2 separate regions of the Bombyx mori genome follow, and region 2 is linked to region 1. A link is a contact called in public Hi-C data. All regions are on one chromosome and are shown on one strand. The core of a region is the stretch at or near the end of the contact, and the rest is flanking DNA. Distances in the headings are between cores, read along the strand shown.

Evidence for each region. Hi-C and Micro-C count contacts between places; a contact is called where the count stands out from the background.
Region 2: a contact with region 1 is called in a Hi-C map of midgut, with 1.6 times the contacts expected there. The contact joins the enhancer-like site here to the promoter of LOC105842239 in region 1. A contact is called at or near these places in 2 of 7 Hi-C or Micro-C datasets (midgut and whole pupa).

Annotation. Positions count from the first base shown.
Region 1 is chr19:10,974,124-10,978,214 of ASM3026992v2, forward strand. LOC105842239 reads left to right here and starts at 2,708. Exons shown (of 5, transcript XM_038017786.2): 1 at 2,708-2,909. All of the region lies in intron 2 of FDL (fused lobes), which reads right to left.
Region 2 is chr19:11,022,108-11,026,570 of ASM3026992v2, forward strand. All of the region lies in intron 1 of FDL (fused lobes), which reads right to left. Among protein-coding and RNA genes, the nearest start is that of LOC134200695, 5.9 kb to the right of the region's middle. Within about 2 kb of position 2,059, at least 5 of the 8 cell types and tissues checked have open chromatin away from gene starts, as enhancers often do.

The DNA of each region.
Region 1 (4,091 bases), core at 1,458-3,957:
AGAGCAACGCCATTTATCGTTGAATAGCAGAAATGAATATCGAAAGAACTCGTAAAATTGAGAACGCTCGAGAAGTACAACGCCATCTGTTGTCAAATGGCGGAAACCCATATAGAAAATACTCGACTTGTCAGGAATGTTCTCGATAATTCTAGGGATGTATCGACTACAAATGCGTTGCAGGGACGTCACGAAGGTTCTACTCGAAGCGAAACAGCAAGCGGATCACCTGAAGCGAAGCGGAAGAAGTGAATTGAGAATTTTAGTGTTCTGAGTATTAAATAGAGCTTTAATTTGTTTTTCGGTAGATTTTTGAAGTGAAACTTCTTTATCGGCGTTGGAAAAAAATTTACCGTCACATTTTTCGGTTACGCGTCACATTTTTCCGTTACGCGCCATCTTTTTTGTATTCATGTCTATGATAATAAAATCCTTTTGTTTAAACTTTATCTAATTTAACTTTTTTGTATTCATGTCTATGATAATAAAATCCTTTTGTTTAAACTTTATCTAATTTAACTTTATTTAACCAATTTCTAGAAAGTTGCATGTAGATCATTTTTCGAAAAATAAGGCCATAAAGAAGTTTCACTTCTTACGTGTGTACACTAGTACACGCACACATTTTTTTATTAATCATGAACCCCAGCGCGTAACAGTATGTTAATGGTGTACTACTGTTGTGGTTGCAACTGGTAATGTTAGGTCCATGTCTTTAACATTAGCATTATAAGGGTGCCTGGACGCGTCCGGATATAGCCCTGTGATCCTGCGACTACCAAGCAGATAGGATAGAGACAGTTACCCGTCATGTTCTAGTTTTTATTATACAGGGTGTCCCAAACATAGTGTCAAGCCGAAGTACAGAGGTAGAGCATCATTAGGGCTATCCGAATCACCGCCACGTATGTTCCGTAATCCTTGATAGTTTTCGAGTTAATTAATGAAAAAGGTTATGTAACTTTATTTTTTAAATAGGCTTAGAAAAAATACAGGATTTTTAACTTTTTTAGTTTCAATATATTTTTTAAAAGATTAAATTAGATCTATGGATGGAGATACTTCTGAATCAACTAGTCCTAGTATTTATCTAATTAAGAAATAAAAATCAGACATGTACGTAATCTATTCGTGCCAGTGACTAAAAAATGCCTTAACACAGTAATAAATAAATTTATTAATTAAACATAACTCGAAAAATATAAAAAATCGCGGAACATACATGGGGATGAGTCGGATAGCCCTAGTGATGCTCTACCTCTGAACTTCGGCTTTACACTATTTTTTGGGACACCCTGTATAATTACTAAGACTTGTTTTTTTAGTTTTAAAAGCCATGTTGTATAAAAGATAACTGGTACTTACTTACATGGTAATGATACTTACTTGGACTAATTTCAATCAATAAAATATTTTCATTTTATCGACGAAAATTTATCATTTTTTAAGTAGCCGAAGAGCAAACGAATCTGTTAATCCTAAGAATGTTTGCCTGATGTGAGAATCGAACCCACGACCCTTGGCGCAACAGTCAGGGTCACTAACTACGTAGTTAGTCAGCCAAGGAACTAATTTGACAACAACAAAAGTAAACGCGTAAACTCTAGATGTTATTGGAATTATAAATCTGTTATCAAAAGACAGGACCCATTAACTTATTGCAATCTGCTAACTCGCTAGAACTGCAACTAGTAATGCCAGAAAATCAACATCTAAAACTTATGCGAGGAATAAAACCTAAGCACAGCAAAATACACCTTAACTACCAAATTTTAGGACATGCAATCGATTTACGTACAACATTTGGATGTTATTCACGTACCTTAGAGCGGTGTGACGGGACGGCCACGCTCGAGGGAGTGACACCGAATGTTGGTCAACACTCGCCGACAAGGGCTTAATGATGGAACAAACGTTTGACGACATTAGTGCTTCGGACGCATAAGTCACGAAAGATCGCTCCTTTTAGAATATTTATCACGTTGACTGCCACGTGGGTCATCGATGCCCTACGCGGCGCACTGAAGTAACTATTTCGATTACTCTCTTTGTTCTTCTTACATAATATATCCAGTAGACTCTGGGAAAGACGAATCCGAAGATACTGACAATGAATCTATTACTAAGAGACCTAAAAGACTAAAAGACCACGCTATATTAAACATTAATAAAAGCAAAACCTTAACTATCCCCTTCACACTCATAAGTTAGACCGCGCGAGAGAGAGATGGGCAGACTTTTCATGATGCGCATGCAGTGTGACGTCACGCCACGCGCTTATTCACAAACACTTCACCAGCGCAACGTGTGAATGTGTTGAACGCGAGCTACATGGTAGGCGGAGTGAGGGGTGTAAGGTTTTTTTCGTTACGGAATTTCATGATTCGGTCGCCGCGCTCAAGGCCCGCGATAAAATCTATGCAATAGCTTAAAAGCAAATATATTTTTCTTTAGTTGTGTGGGTTTTTTCAAATTTAACTAAATGTTATTTTGCGCGTTCACGAATTATAAAGCTTTCGTATTTGAATAAATTCAACAGACAACAAAGTCTACAATGTGTGCGAATATAAACCGATAAAGTGTTTCAAAAGGTCACCGTATGTAACAGCAATTCAGGAAGACGCATCATAAAATGTAATACAATTCGAAATATAAAAGCGTTGCCCTTTAGCCGCTCGACGTTGTGATCCAACGTTTGTTCCAGTTTTCCTATGTTGGCGGTTTGGCTTGAAGGCGGGTGGATTCCGGACACTCCCTAAAATTTCCTCCCCGCAGTCACAGTGTCGCGGTTCGCTCGAGGCGGGAGTCGCGTCGCGCTGCCCGCTAAAAACTTTCCACCTTACGTACGCTTATAAACTTTCGACTGTGAATGACTCGTGTTTATATAGAACCTGTTTTGATAATGAAAGGTAATCTTTATTGGGTTTTAATTACATTCTATCGGAATTTCGTATAATTTAGCCCAGTTTAAGACATTAACTGCATATTTTTTACAATAAAACGTGTCGCTATCTATTGTATTGTTAATTAATTTATATGATAGGGTACAATTTTTAATGCTGGTTTTATATTATAATTGCAGTAATTTTCCAATACTTACTTACATACTTATGGGTATTTTCGTATTACAGAAGTGTGAAGGTTTCTTTCTATGATTTAACATCAAGCCCGACATATTAAAATTTAACGAAACATGTGACTATTCAATAAGTCGCATAATCTAAATTTTTAACCAATAATTTTGATGCGAAACAGTCGAAAATAAACTACATACTCACATAATTGTGCAATATTTTTTGGAAAGGCATTGTTAAAGATTCGATAAAAAAAACTGTATAAAAATCGAAATCTCAATATTGTTTAAGCAAGTTTCCCAATTATCATTGTAAACTATGACGTATTCTCAGATTATGCAAGCCTAAATTATGTCAGACTAGCCGTACTCACTCGCCCACTTCGCTGGCCATTTAAAACTAACATTATTATTTATTGTCATTATTATTAGGGAGTCCAACACTCATAAAAATATTAGCCTATCCATTAAGTACATGCATTTTCTACATGAACACCAAGTTTCAAGTCAATCGGATGCACGGTTCAGTAGTTATAACGGAACATCCGTAAAAACCATTGTAGATTTATATATTAGTGTAGATTCAAGTTAGGCGAAGCACATTAAAAATTACCCCCCACGCCGCCTGGCCTGTCTAAATGTCAAGTGCGCGGCAGCACCGAAAATGTCCGAACCACATACATATTTTACAACTTTGTATTTTTGCAACATTTACAAGAAAAGACATACATACATATACATATTACATATTTTAAGTTCGAAAATGTATGTTGGATAATACGAATATAATCAATCTGTGTTTTAACGAGTGTGGTTTTAAAAAAATCGTGTTGTTTATGTAGTCTTTTTTAATACTGTTAGGTTTACTGGTGGTAGGACGCTTTGTGAGTCCGCACGGGTAGGTACCACCATCTTGCCTATTTTTGCCGTGAAGCAGTAATGCGTTTCGGTTTGCAAGGCGGGACAGTGATAGTACTGTAAAGACTGAAACATTAGAACTGATATTTCAAAATGGGTG
Region 2 (4,463 bases), core at 809-3,308, 47 kb after region 1:
GATTATGTGACGATGATTATCCTAAGCACGACTACCATAGAAGGCAATAGAACAAAAAAAACAATTAATACCTCACTTTCCCAAAGTAAATTTTACAAAATTAAATTAAATATGTTAGACGGTTCCTTTATAAACCTATAAATTCCAAAGACATATCATAAATTAAAAACAAATATTCAGTGAAGCTACGTACGTACATATACTTATGACTTAAGAAATAAATTGGTTTAAAAATAAAGCGCAAACAGGAAGATAAAGTTTTGTTCACCTTTGCTATTTGTTTGGTAATCGGGCGCAGGGCCGTCTGATGTTAAGAAATCTCCGGATCTCATCATTATAAATGAAACAGGAGGTATATTGTTGTGTGTGCATCATATAAAAAATACCAAACTGATATAATAATATGTACTTCAATGATTTTTTCTAGTTTTACTCTTTAGACCTCTATTTTTTTTAAATTTTTTTTATTGCTTATATGTGTGGACGAGCTCACAGCCCACCTAGTGTTAAGTGGTTACTGGAGCCCATGGAAATCTACAACGTAAATGCGCCACCCACCTTGAGATATAAGTTCTAAGATCTCAGTATAGTTACAACGGCTGCCCCACCCTTCAAACCGAAACGCATTACTGCTTCACGGCAGAAGTAGGCAGGGCGGTGGTACCTACCCGCGCGGACTCACAAGAGGTCCTACCACCAGTAATGTAAGGTTTAAGTAAACAAATGTTGTCATATGTTTGTTTCTTTTACTATAAATATTTTTATTAAAACTTTGACTTAGCTTTTTTCTTTTTAAATGTTTATAGGCGTGATGTATCAAAGCTCACAGACATCAACAAAGTAAATGCCGGCACCCACCTTAGGACGCGAGTTCTAAGTCTCAGTTTTATATATTAGTACAGCAGTTGCCCCCGTTTTTAAAGCGAAACGCATTATTGCTTCGCGGCAAAAATAGGCAGGGTAACGGCACATACCCGTGCGGGTTCACATGGAACCTTACCAACAGTAATTACGTAATATAGATTTTTTGTTAGCTTTAGTTTCAAAACACGATGCTATTCCTGTATCGTGGAAGTCATTTGTGAACACGTGTTAATTATTTCATTAGAAAAATTGGTACCTGCCTGCGGGATTCGAACACTGGCACATTCGCATCGTTTGATACGCGTACACCGGACGTCTCACCTTTTAGGCTACTACACGGTCTTTCTGAATCGCGCTATGCTTATATTGAATGTTTTAAAACCATTTGGAATATATAATAAATAATGTAATAAATGCATTTCTAAACATTCAACTACATCAGTGGTTCCCAAATTTATTTTGTCAACTGCCCACTTTGAGACTAAATTATTTTTTAGCGCCCCCATTTTTTCACCTACTAATAACCACTATAGCGAGAGCTCAGTCGGTGTCTGAAAGTCCTCTTAGATGAAATAAAAATCGCCTTTGAAGCCTCTACACAACGCCCCCATTTTTTTCTGAGTCTCTTATCGCCCCTTTTTTTTTTTTTTAAACCTAAGCTGGTAGCCTGTAGCGGCTATTCCAGCGTAACCGTAACTAGTAGGTGAGCTCACAGGGCTCAAACCTGACGACGATGCTAACACGAACCCTAGCAAGAGTCGTGCTTCGCAGAATCTACCACCGGATCGGAAACGCGACCCACTGAGAAGATCCGGCGAGAAACTCAGTGGGCTGTGTCTGAGAGTTAATTTACTCGTCGAGCCCTTCGTCGCAAGCGACGGGTTCGACGAGGACGGCGACCGGTGCTTGAAGTACCTAGAAGCACCGTTAGTGGATCGGGAGGATACCGCCCCCCATTAGGCCTGCAGCGCCCACAAGGCTTTGGGAAAGGCGGAACAAAATTTTTGCGAACGGGGTCGCTGCCGTAGCTAGTGCATAATTCGATACGACTGGCGCTGGCTCCTCAATTTCAGATTTACAAGAGTGAGTAGTAATCGTATTATTTGACCTAAGCTTTTGTACACAATGAAATCATAGCCGTCGCGTTGTAATTCAACAGCTGACCGTTATTTAATACAGGCGCGTTGCATTACAACGGCGCGGTGATGTCATTAGTGAATCCGTAACGTGCCTATATTGCTTCCGAATGTACCTGCTTGTTACAATCGTAAATTGGTTGTCGGTAATTAAGAAATATACTTATATGAAAAGAAAATACGTCATTTAATTTACATTTTTCTATGGAAACTGCAGATTGAATAGTTCCATTTTTATGTTTGTAATAACATTTATTATTTAATGAACGTCGTTATTTTCATCTCATTGTTATCGTTCTATGGAATAGAAACATAGTTGATTCGTTTGAGTTTAAGCTTTGTCGAGTCTTGTTGGTTTTTCGTTTAGTACTTAAATAATAATTTTGATAAATACGTCTGTAGTTTATTTTGTGATAGTCATTTTAGAATACAATTGAGATTACAACCTCACGTGTCAAGGTCTACTGGCTTCAGTAACTAAGAAACAGAGGGGCCGCGAGCTCATCCTCTCATTTAGAACAAGAAAGTTTTCGTACAAAATCGATTTTTGCAACCCAAACCTTCTAATATCGACAAATATTTAGAATGACGTTGGTGCATTGCTTTAAAACAAACAATGGTAGGAGAGAACAGTATGTTATTAGACGATGGGTGGGGGTGGAAAGGCATGTATGATGAATAGTCTATGCGGCGACGCGGCTAGACTTACTATTTATCATTAAATTCTGTTCTCTCATATCTCTGAAATATATAATTATCGTACTGTAGTTTTTACTTTGAGTTTCAACTATTTTAGTCATAAAATAACTTTTATTATTATATAACAATGGTTTCGTATTTAATTCGATAAAATTATTGAAACTACGCTAATAATTACATATTATAGATTGATAACGGTTTGGTTTCAGTACTACACTATGCTATAAAAGGTAGGGTTATTTCTTTGAGACATCTGCTGGTGAATAAAACAGATTAGGATAAGAGCAAGGATTTTTAGGGAAAGTCTCATTTTCAATGACAACTTTCGATTTACCGAGCAAGATTGCTCACATATATTTATTAATAATAATTATTATTATTGATTAGATATTCATCATCATTATTATACAGATTAGCTATGTATACCTATTGGTATAACCCATTTGGTATTTTTTTTGTTTGTTTTCTTATTGCTTAGATGGGTGGACGAGCTGACAGCCCACCTGGTGTTAAATGGTTACTGAAGCCCATAGACATCTTATTTCCTACTACTTAAGTAGCCCATAGACACTCACTACGGGCCTCACTACGGGTCGGCGTCCCTGCGGTACGTACGTACGTATCCATGTACACTTGTATCACAGCCTGATCCTGCTCTATCCGCAATACATACAAGAGTAAGAACCGTCGCGCCTTCGTCTCTCCTAGAATATTTGGCTCAATAATAATAACATAAACTAGTAATAACGTAATGTAACATTAACCAGTAATAACGCACCGGTCAACGTTCTCGTCGAACCCGTCGCTTGCGACGAGGGGCTCGGCGAGTAAATTAGCCCACAGACACAGCCCACTGAGTTTGCGCCGGATATTCTCAGTGGGTCGCGATTCCGATCCGGTGGTAGATTCTGCGAAGCACTGCTCTTGCTAGGGCTAGTGTTAGCAAATTCTTCACCTACCAGTCTGGGCGCAGCTGAAATAGCCCTCTTAGGCTACCCGCGAATAGGTGGGCAATAAAGAAACTACATACGTACTATAACCGCGCAGTGTCAGGGATTTCCACGCATTTATAATAAATAAGCACATAAGCATCTATCGGCTCGTACTAAAGTCGAATATTTTATTATGTGTCAAGAAGCATTTATTGCGGAGCCGTTAAATATGGTCGATAGTAAAACTTACAGATTGGCACGTGTTTACTGTCCAATCCGATTTTATATACAAGGCGGTGCCTTATATGGCATTGTCAAAATATCGTATAGATGTACTGAATATATAATACTGCCTACTATTTTGGACATGGTTACGCCTTAGCGTCACATACTTGGCACCAAACTCTTGAAGCCCATAAACAGACAGACAATCTCTTAGCTGTAATATTGTGGAGGCCACCGAGGCATGTACATAATTTATAAACATAAGATGTCATTGTTTTGAAAAATTTTACTTTCTAGTGTAGGTATTATATCACGGAACAATATCACAACTATAACGAGGAACCGATCACCGACCACGTATTGAGTTAAGCCATCATCGTCCCACACTGTTAATGGCCAATATTCACTGAACTATAAGCGTTGGCGAGAGTTGCGACAACTCAACTTGTACTTATACATAATCACAACATAGTTAAAGTATTTACTTTCATGTTTTTATTTCGTCTAATTAGGTAACTGGTGGTAAACAGCAATAAAACCTACAATTCAAATTTCGATCTCACGTCTCGACGTGGATGGGTCGCTACCTCATCATCATCATCTTAGC